2 separate regions of the Mus musculus genome follow, and region 2 is linked to region 1. A link is a contact called in public promoter capture Hi-C data. All regions are on one chromosome and are shown on one strand. The core of a region is the stretch at or near the end of the contact, and the rest is flanking DNA. Distances in the headings are between cores, read along the strand shown.

Region 1 (3,307 bases), core at 232-2,731:
TCCCAAGGTCACACAGCTACTAAATGTCAAAAGCAGGGTTTGAACCAAAATGTAGGTTCCTGCTTGTTGTGCAGTGGCTACTTCCCCTGACTTTCAAACTTCTCCCTGATGGTGGGAGGAGAGAATCTCTTCAGAAGGCTGCAAATTCCTAGAGCTCCCTCCACAAGGTTGATTTAAACTATGTCCAGGGGAGAGCATTCTCAGATGGAGCTGCCTGAAAGCTGCGCGGGGGTGGATCAGAACCCGTGCTCGGTGGGACTGTCAGTGATGTAGCTGCCTTTGGGTCATGACCCCAATACGTACACTCCTTGGTTCACCCAGCCACACTTGGGTGGAATCGTTTCTCTGTTCTGTTGGCTGTGCTCTGGGGCAAATAAACCTTTGTTGACACATGACTCCCTATGAAGGGTCTGCACGGAGGAAAGCATGGCCCTGACTGGGACACAAACCCCACCCCCACCCCTTCTCCGGCCAGCTTTGGTCCTCAAAAATTATACTCAGGGGCTCTCTCTCTCTCTCTCTCTCTCTCTCTCTCTCTTTCTCAAAGATTTATTTATTTGTTCGGACACACCAGAAGAAGGCGTAGGATTCCATTACTGATGGTTGTGAGCCACCATGTGGTTGCTGGGAATTGAACTCAGTGGTTAAGAGCACTGAGCCGTCTCTCCAGACACTTTCTTTTGCTTCTGGAAGAGATGTCTGCAATATAAAGAAGCACTTCCCACTTCTCTTACAACCCCAGCCCAGACTCCTCCAGCCGAATCAGACCCCCCTATCCTTCCCAGCCCTGCCACCCTACAGGCCCCTGGAGACTTGGGTTTCGGAGCAGGCTGCAGGGGGCGAGCAGAGAAGACCCCAGCATCTCACTCACGCGCACTCAGGCAGGGTGCACACCGGGGCCTAGGCGCTTGCCCCTTCTCTACCGGTCTAGCGGGACGAAGGCACGCCTCTGTGGTCCCGAGATCAGCGGCTGCCATGGATAAAAGGACGCCAACGCTCTCCGCCCGAAAGCCCAGATTCCCAGCAGCCGGGGAATCCGCCTCCAGCAGGGGCGGAACCTCCAGTGGTTGTCCTAATTGGCTAAGGCTGGGGCGGGGCCTCCGCCGCTGTCCTGCTCGGCCAATTGACAGTGCCAGGACGCCTTATATTTGTTTCTTCGCATCCGGAAGCGGCAGTTTCAATATGGAAAGGAGGGGCTAATGGGACCTCATTGCTGATTGGTTAACTGTTAATGCTAATTCTACCAATTCAAATTGAGGACAGGCTCTGGTTGGTCAGTAGTACTCGGTTACGCAATTTCCGGATGTAAAGTCTCTAATGGCAGTGGATAGGTGGGGCTAGAGACTCCGGCAACTTTGACCTTTTCACGCGGACCCCACACTAGCAACTCCCCAGAGTGCTTTTGCCAGGGACGAACTGGAATTTGGATCCGAGGCTTGTAGGACGCAGTAGCCGAGTTCTAGGGAAACAAAAGTCTGAAGATGAATTTCCCACGTGCGCTTGCTGGTTTCTCGAGCTGGCTCTTCAAACCTGAACTTGCCGAGGACTCTCCGGATAATGACTCTCCGGATAATGACACTGTTAACCCATGGCGTGAGCTGCTGCAGAAGATAAATGTGGCCGATCTCCCCGATTCATCCTTTTCGAGCGGTAAGGAACTTAATGACTCTGTGTACCATACTTTTGAACATTTCTGCAAGATTAGGGACTATGACGCAGTTGGCGAGCTGCTTCTGGCATTTCTGGATAAAGTAACAAAGGAAAGGGACCAATTCAGAGATGAAATTTCCCAGCTCCGAATGCACATAAATGATCTAAAGGCTTCTAAGTGTGTCCTGGGGGAGACTCTTCTTTCCTACCGCCACAGGATTGAAGTTGGGGAAAAACAGACTGAAGCCCTCATTGTGAGGTTAGCTGATGTGCAATCCCAGGTCATGTGTCAGCCTGCCCGGAAAGTGTCTGCAGATAAGGTGAGGGCACTGATTGGTAAAGAATGGGATCCGGTAACCTGGGATGGAGATGTGTGGGAGGACATAGATTCTGAAGGGTCTGAGGAAGCTGAGTTGCCCACTGTCTTGGCCTCTCCATCCTTGTCTGAGGAAAGTGGTTATGCCTTGTCTAAAGAACGCACCCAGCAGGACAAAGCAGATGCCCCTCAGATCCAGTCTTCAACATCCTTAGTTACTTCTGAACCTGTCACCAGACCCAAGTCTCTGTCTGACCTTACAAGTCAGAAACACCGCCATACTAATCATGAACTCAATTCACTTGCTCACTCAAATCGCCAAAAGGCAAAGGAACATGCTAGGAAATGGATTTTAAGGGTGTGGGATAATGGTGGGAGGCTCACAATACTGGATCAGATTGAATTTCTCAGTTTAGGTCCTTTGAGCCTTGATAGTGAGTTTAATGTCATAGCCCGCACTGTTGAAGATAATGGTGTGAAGAGTTTGTTTGATTGGTTGGCTGAAGCATGGGTCCAGAGATGGCCTACTACAAGAGAGCTGCAGTCGCCTGACACCCTGGAGTGGTATTCTATTGAGGATGGGATTGAAAGGCTTAGGGAACTTGGAATGATAGAGTGGCTTTGTGTAAAAGCTACTTGTCCACAGTGGAGGGGCCCGGAAGATGTACCCATCACGAGAGCTATGAGGATAACTTTTGTCCGGGAAACTAGAGAGACTTGGAAGAGCTTTGTATTTAGCCTCCTCTGTATAAAGGACATAACAGTGGGGAGCGTGGCTGCTCAGTTGCATGATCTAATAGAATTAAGTTTAAAGCCAACAGCAGCTGGCTTGACTTCTGTAGGCTCTGTGGGGGTTCTCTCTCTCTCTCCCTGGAAACATCAAAGCAACAGTTAAAGAGCTTAAAATCAGGAGGAGCCCCCCCCCCCCCCCGCAGTGGAGACAGAGGACAGAGATGATTTTTTGCTTTCTTTCAACATAGATTTTAGAGCCAGAGGTGGGTTACCTTCCTATGATACCCCTGATGCGCCACAAACCCGAGAAGACTATTGCCACTGGTTGGTTGCAAACAGGAGCTAGATTGTAAGATCCCAACGCTGACAACATCACAGTGCCTTGAACCTAGGACGCAGGGGAGTAAGGCATGGACTGTGCTCAATGAAGGCTTCCTGCTGGCTGGCATTCCTAGTGCTAGAAAGTGCTGTGCAGATTACTGGTGTCCTTGTTTCCACTCAGCTATGGACTCTAAATGTTAATGTCATCAGCACTACAGGCAGCTAGCTGTAGGGGGTTGGGTTGGTCTGGTGCTGCTTGTAGTCAAAAGCTAAATTCTGTTTCCCAAG
Region 2 (3,307 bases), core at 304-2,803, 630 kb after region 1:
GGGCTTCAAAGAAGCAGCTGTTTTTAGCAGACTCTGTGGCTGTTGCCCCAAGACACTTCTGCATGTCTTGAGACTTTTTCCTTGGTGCCCCTTGGCTGGAGACTTAGGGAGCATAGATGAAAGTGGGAGATGCCAAAGTGCCTATTTCCTCTGCAGAGCGTGCTGGGGGGGGGGGGGGGGGGGAGGAATGAGGATACCTGCCCTTCCTCCCAGCCGACTTCTAGGAGCAAGAAGTGGTACAGTCAGCCCTGCGTGCATCTGGCCTGGCCAACATGACCAGTTCCATCTCACAGAACAAATGAACACACACACTCTCTCTCTCTCCCTCCTTTTGGTAAATGAGAACCCCTAACTTTCTGTTTTCAAACTGAGGGTCAGGAGGCCCAAGCTCTGAAATCATTTGTTTTTGTTTAATTAGCTAACAGACTTTTCAGGCTTAACTTTCAGCAAAACTTTTTCTTTGTCTGAACCAATGATAGCCAAGGTCTTACTCACAAGAAGCTAATCATGTCTTCTTGACTTGGTTTATTGTGCAGTAAGCATTAGTAAGAAATGCTTCATCTATAAAATATACTTACTCCAAATGTTTTCCAGTAACCTCAGAAAATTAGATCTTCATCTGAGCAGCGATTCATTTATTAGCTCATCTGTGCCAAGTTAACCAACAACTGAATGTTTTTTTCTCAAATAACTCACTGCGTGTGCCTTCCTTATTTTCAGCCACTAAAAGGTCAGCACTTCAGCATTACATTTACTTGTTCTCTCTATTATTTGGAAGAATTTTATTAGCCACCATGGGAGAAAGAAGATCAGAATTGAAGAACACGAGGAGTCTGTCCTTTGTTGAATACAAAGGTTTTCTTCAAATGTCCTGGCTAAACTCGCAGGATATCACTAGCCCAAAGCTTGTGCAATCATAGATCGTACATTCCCAAAAGCCCCCGAAGTTGTTGAGCAGGCTATCCAGAAGCAGAGCTGGGGCCAGGAGACCTTGAGCAGGCGCACGGTGAGGAGTGTGGAGGCAGCACTTACCTGCCGAGGTCTGCGTGACGGTCTGCGCAGCCTGCAGCTGCATGATGTCAATCTGGTTGTTCATCTCAGAGTACTTGCTCTCGGCAGTGCTGAGCCGAGACTCCATGTGCTTGCTGCTGCTCTCCAGCTCCATCACCTGCATGACCACACTGACCCAGTCGCTCTCCTGCTTCCTGCTCAGCTCTCCCAGCAGACTGCTGAGGTTGGCCACCTGGGCTTTGAGCTCCCTCATCTCCTCACAGCAGCCCGCTGCTTTGAGCTGTGTCTTGCGTTTATGAGGCTTCTGCAGCCACACTGGGTGGCTGACAAAGGCTACAAGGATAACACATAGCCAGGTCTCCCTCAGCATGGTGTGCAGGCCTGTTCCCCTTAGAGTCTGTCCCTGGAGAAGTAGGAAGCTTCTTTCTCTGACCCACACTGGCAGTTTTCTTCCTTCCCCGTGATCTCCTTCCTCTGTGTGCTTGCTTAGCCTTTCTTAAAGCTAGAGATTCTGAAATGGAACTCTTTCCTTCCTTAGTCTGAATACCCCACCAAGGCAGCATCTTAAATATTGTTGCTGCTGTACCTCCACCCCTACGAGGGCCCTGTGTGCTAAAGCCCCTCCCACCTCATCTGGGAGGGTCAGGTGCCTGTTGAGTGAAGTCAGCGTAAACCTAGGCCAGAGGAGAGGAGGAGGGGGACAGGGCAGTGTTTGTTTCCTCGTCTGTACAGTCTCTGGGCTCAGACAGGAGCTGTGAACTTGTTTCCAGTTGCGCCTATTAGATTATGGCCTGCCAGCCACTGGCTCAGCTCTATCAGCAGACAGGCAGAGTGGAAGACTTTCCCAACTCCTGTCTGAAGGTTATATAACACAGATTGAGGGTGAGGTAGCAAGAAAGAGTTGGACTGGAGACTGCTGAGCCAGGGAGGCTGGCTAAGGTAATGCATGCTGTTTACTCCAGGTCCTGGTTTATCTGGGCTGAGATGAGTCTTAACAGGGCTTTGTCTGGCCATCATTCGGTGTTCTTCAAAATCCTGTTGAACCTGATCCTTGGGCGTCAGGTGGTTTGCATCTGTGGGGCTGTCTTCCTCTTTACACATTCTCCTTCTAAAACGATCTTTCAACATTTACAAGGAGTTGTCATAGTTTGGGGCAGAGAGAAAGTCTCAGCCATGCCAGGCGTGGTCTGGGGTTGGTCATCCACACTTCTGTCAGGTTCTGTCTGGGCAGCAGTGAGTGGGCCTGACCTTTACCCAAGGCTCAGACTCAGAGAGAAGATTCCCTAGTACATGCAGATCAGAAGGCTCGATTCCCTCTGTGCCTGCAGCGTGGTTTGCAGCTTGATGCTGGCCCCTATACCTACGTACACAGTGTCTGAGAAAACGGGGTGATGGCAGCTTTCATACCTTTAATTGAAGGGCACTGCTCTTCTGAAATCATGTAAAAGATGGAACTTTCCCTATAACTGTACAAAGGTCCCTCTGTCCTTATGGCAGGAGCTCTGTCTGACTTTATAGTGTGGGTCCTACAGCTTTGCCTACCCTGATCCCTCAGAGTCTTTCCCAGATGGGTTTCTGGCTCCTCGGAAAGTGATTTCTGCTCAGACAGCTGGAGTTACTTAGCAGGGACCCATTTCTGAATATAAGCATTGGGTGCTCAGACAGACGACTGTCTGTTTCCTCTCACTCCTGTCTTTTTTGCCTCCTTGGGCACCAGGTTGTTACTAACATCTTCTTAGCTACCTTCTCAGAGTATCTGACTGGGTGATGGCACTGTGCTAGTCCCTGCTCTTTCTTAGTTTTCTCAGGGAATAGCTAGTTTAGCAGGGCTGTAGAGCCTTTGTTGGTTCTGTGGAGTTTATTAGTGTTCAGCATCAGAGTCTGCTAAACTCTGTGGAGCTCTTTAAGGTAATGTCATATCTATCCAGTGAGGCTGTATTTAAGTCATGTCCCAAATGATCATATAAGTAGCATCCTAGCTGACCCTCCTGCCCTGGAACTACAGTGTCTTAGTGCAGAGGAGAGTGAGCACCAGGGCCAGGTCAACCTTTGCAGTGAGCACAGTAAGCCAGCTGCTTAATATTCAAGCAGAAAGCATTCGCATTTTGATCTTCACATCACACCATACATAAAATCTCAATTCTGCATTTAAATTCTGGAGGTAGAAGGCAAAGTCACAACACACTGGTGTAGGGGATTACCTTCAGCATCATGAGATAAGCCAGACACCAAAACTGGCAACATCAGGGAAAACGTGAAGGTGTGCAGGCCAGCTGTGGTGGCACTCTCCTAATGA

Evidence for each region. Promoter capture Hi-C pulls out the DNA fragments that hold promoters and counts their contacts.
Region 2: a promoter capture Hi-C map of hematopoietic stem and progenitor cells shows a contact between it and region 1. The contact joins the promoter of Angptl7 here to the promoter of Fv1 in region 1. A contact is called at or near these places in 2 of 39 promoter capture datasets (hematopoietic stem and progenitor cells and pre-B cells) and 1 of 9 other capture datasets (liver).

Annotation. Positions count from the first base shown.
Region 1 is chr4:147,867,498-147,870,804 of GRCm38.p6, forward strand. Fv1 (Friend virus susceptibility 1) reads left to right here and starts at 1,482. Exons shown (of 1, transcript NM_010244.3): 1 at 1,482-2,861. The coding sequence starts at 1,482. The coding sequence ends at 2,861. It overlaps Miip (migration and invasion inhibitory protein), which reads right to left and starts at 1,222. Exons shown (of 10, transcript NM_001025365.2): 1 at 872-1,222.
Region 2 is chr4:148,498,909-148,502,215 of GRCm38.p6, forward strand. Angptl7 (angiopoietin-like 7) reads right to left here and starts at 1,554. Exons shown (of 5, transcript NM_001039554.3): 1 at 1,033-1,554. The coding sequence starts at 1,381. The region is part of intron 28 of Mtor (mechanistic target of rapamycin kinase); the gene reads left to right.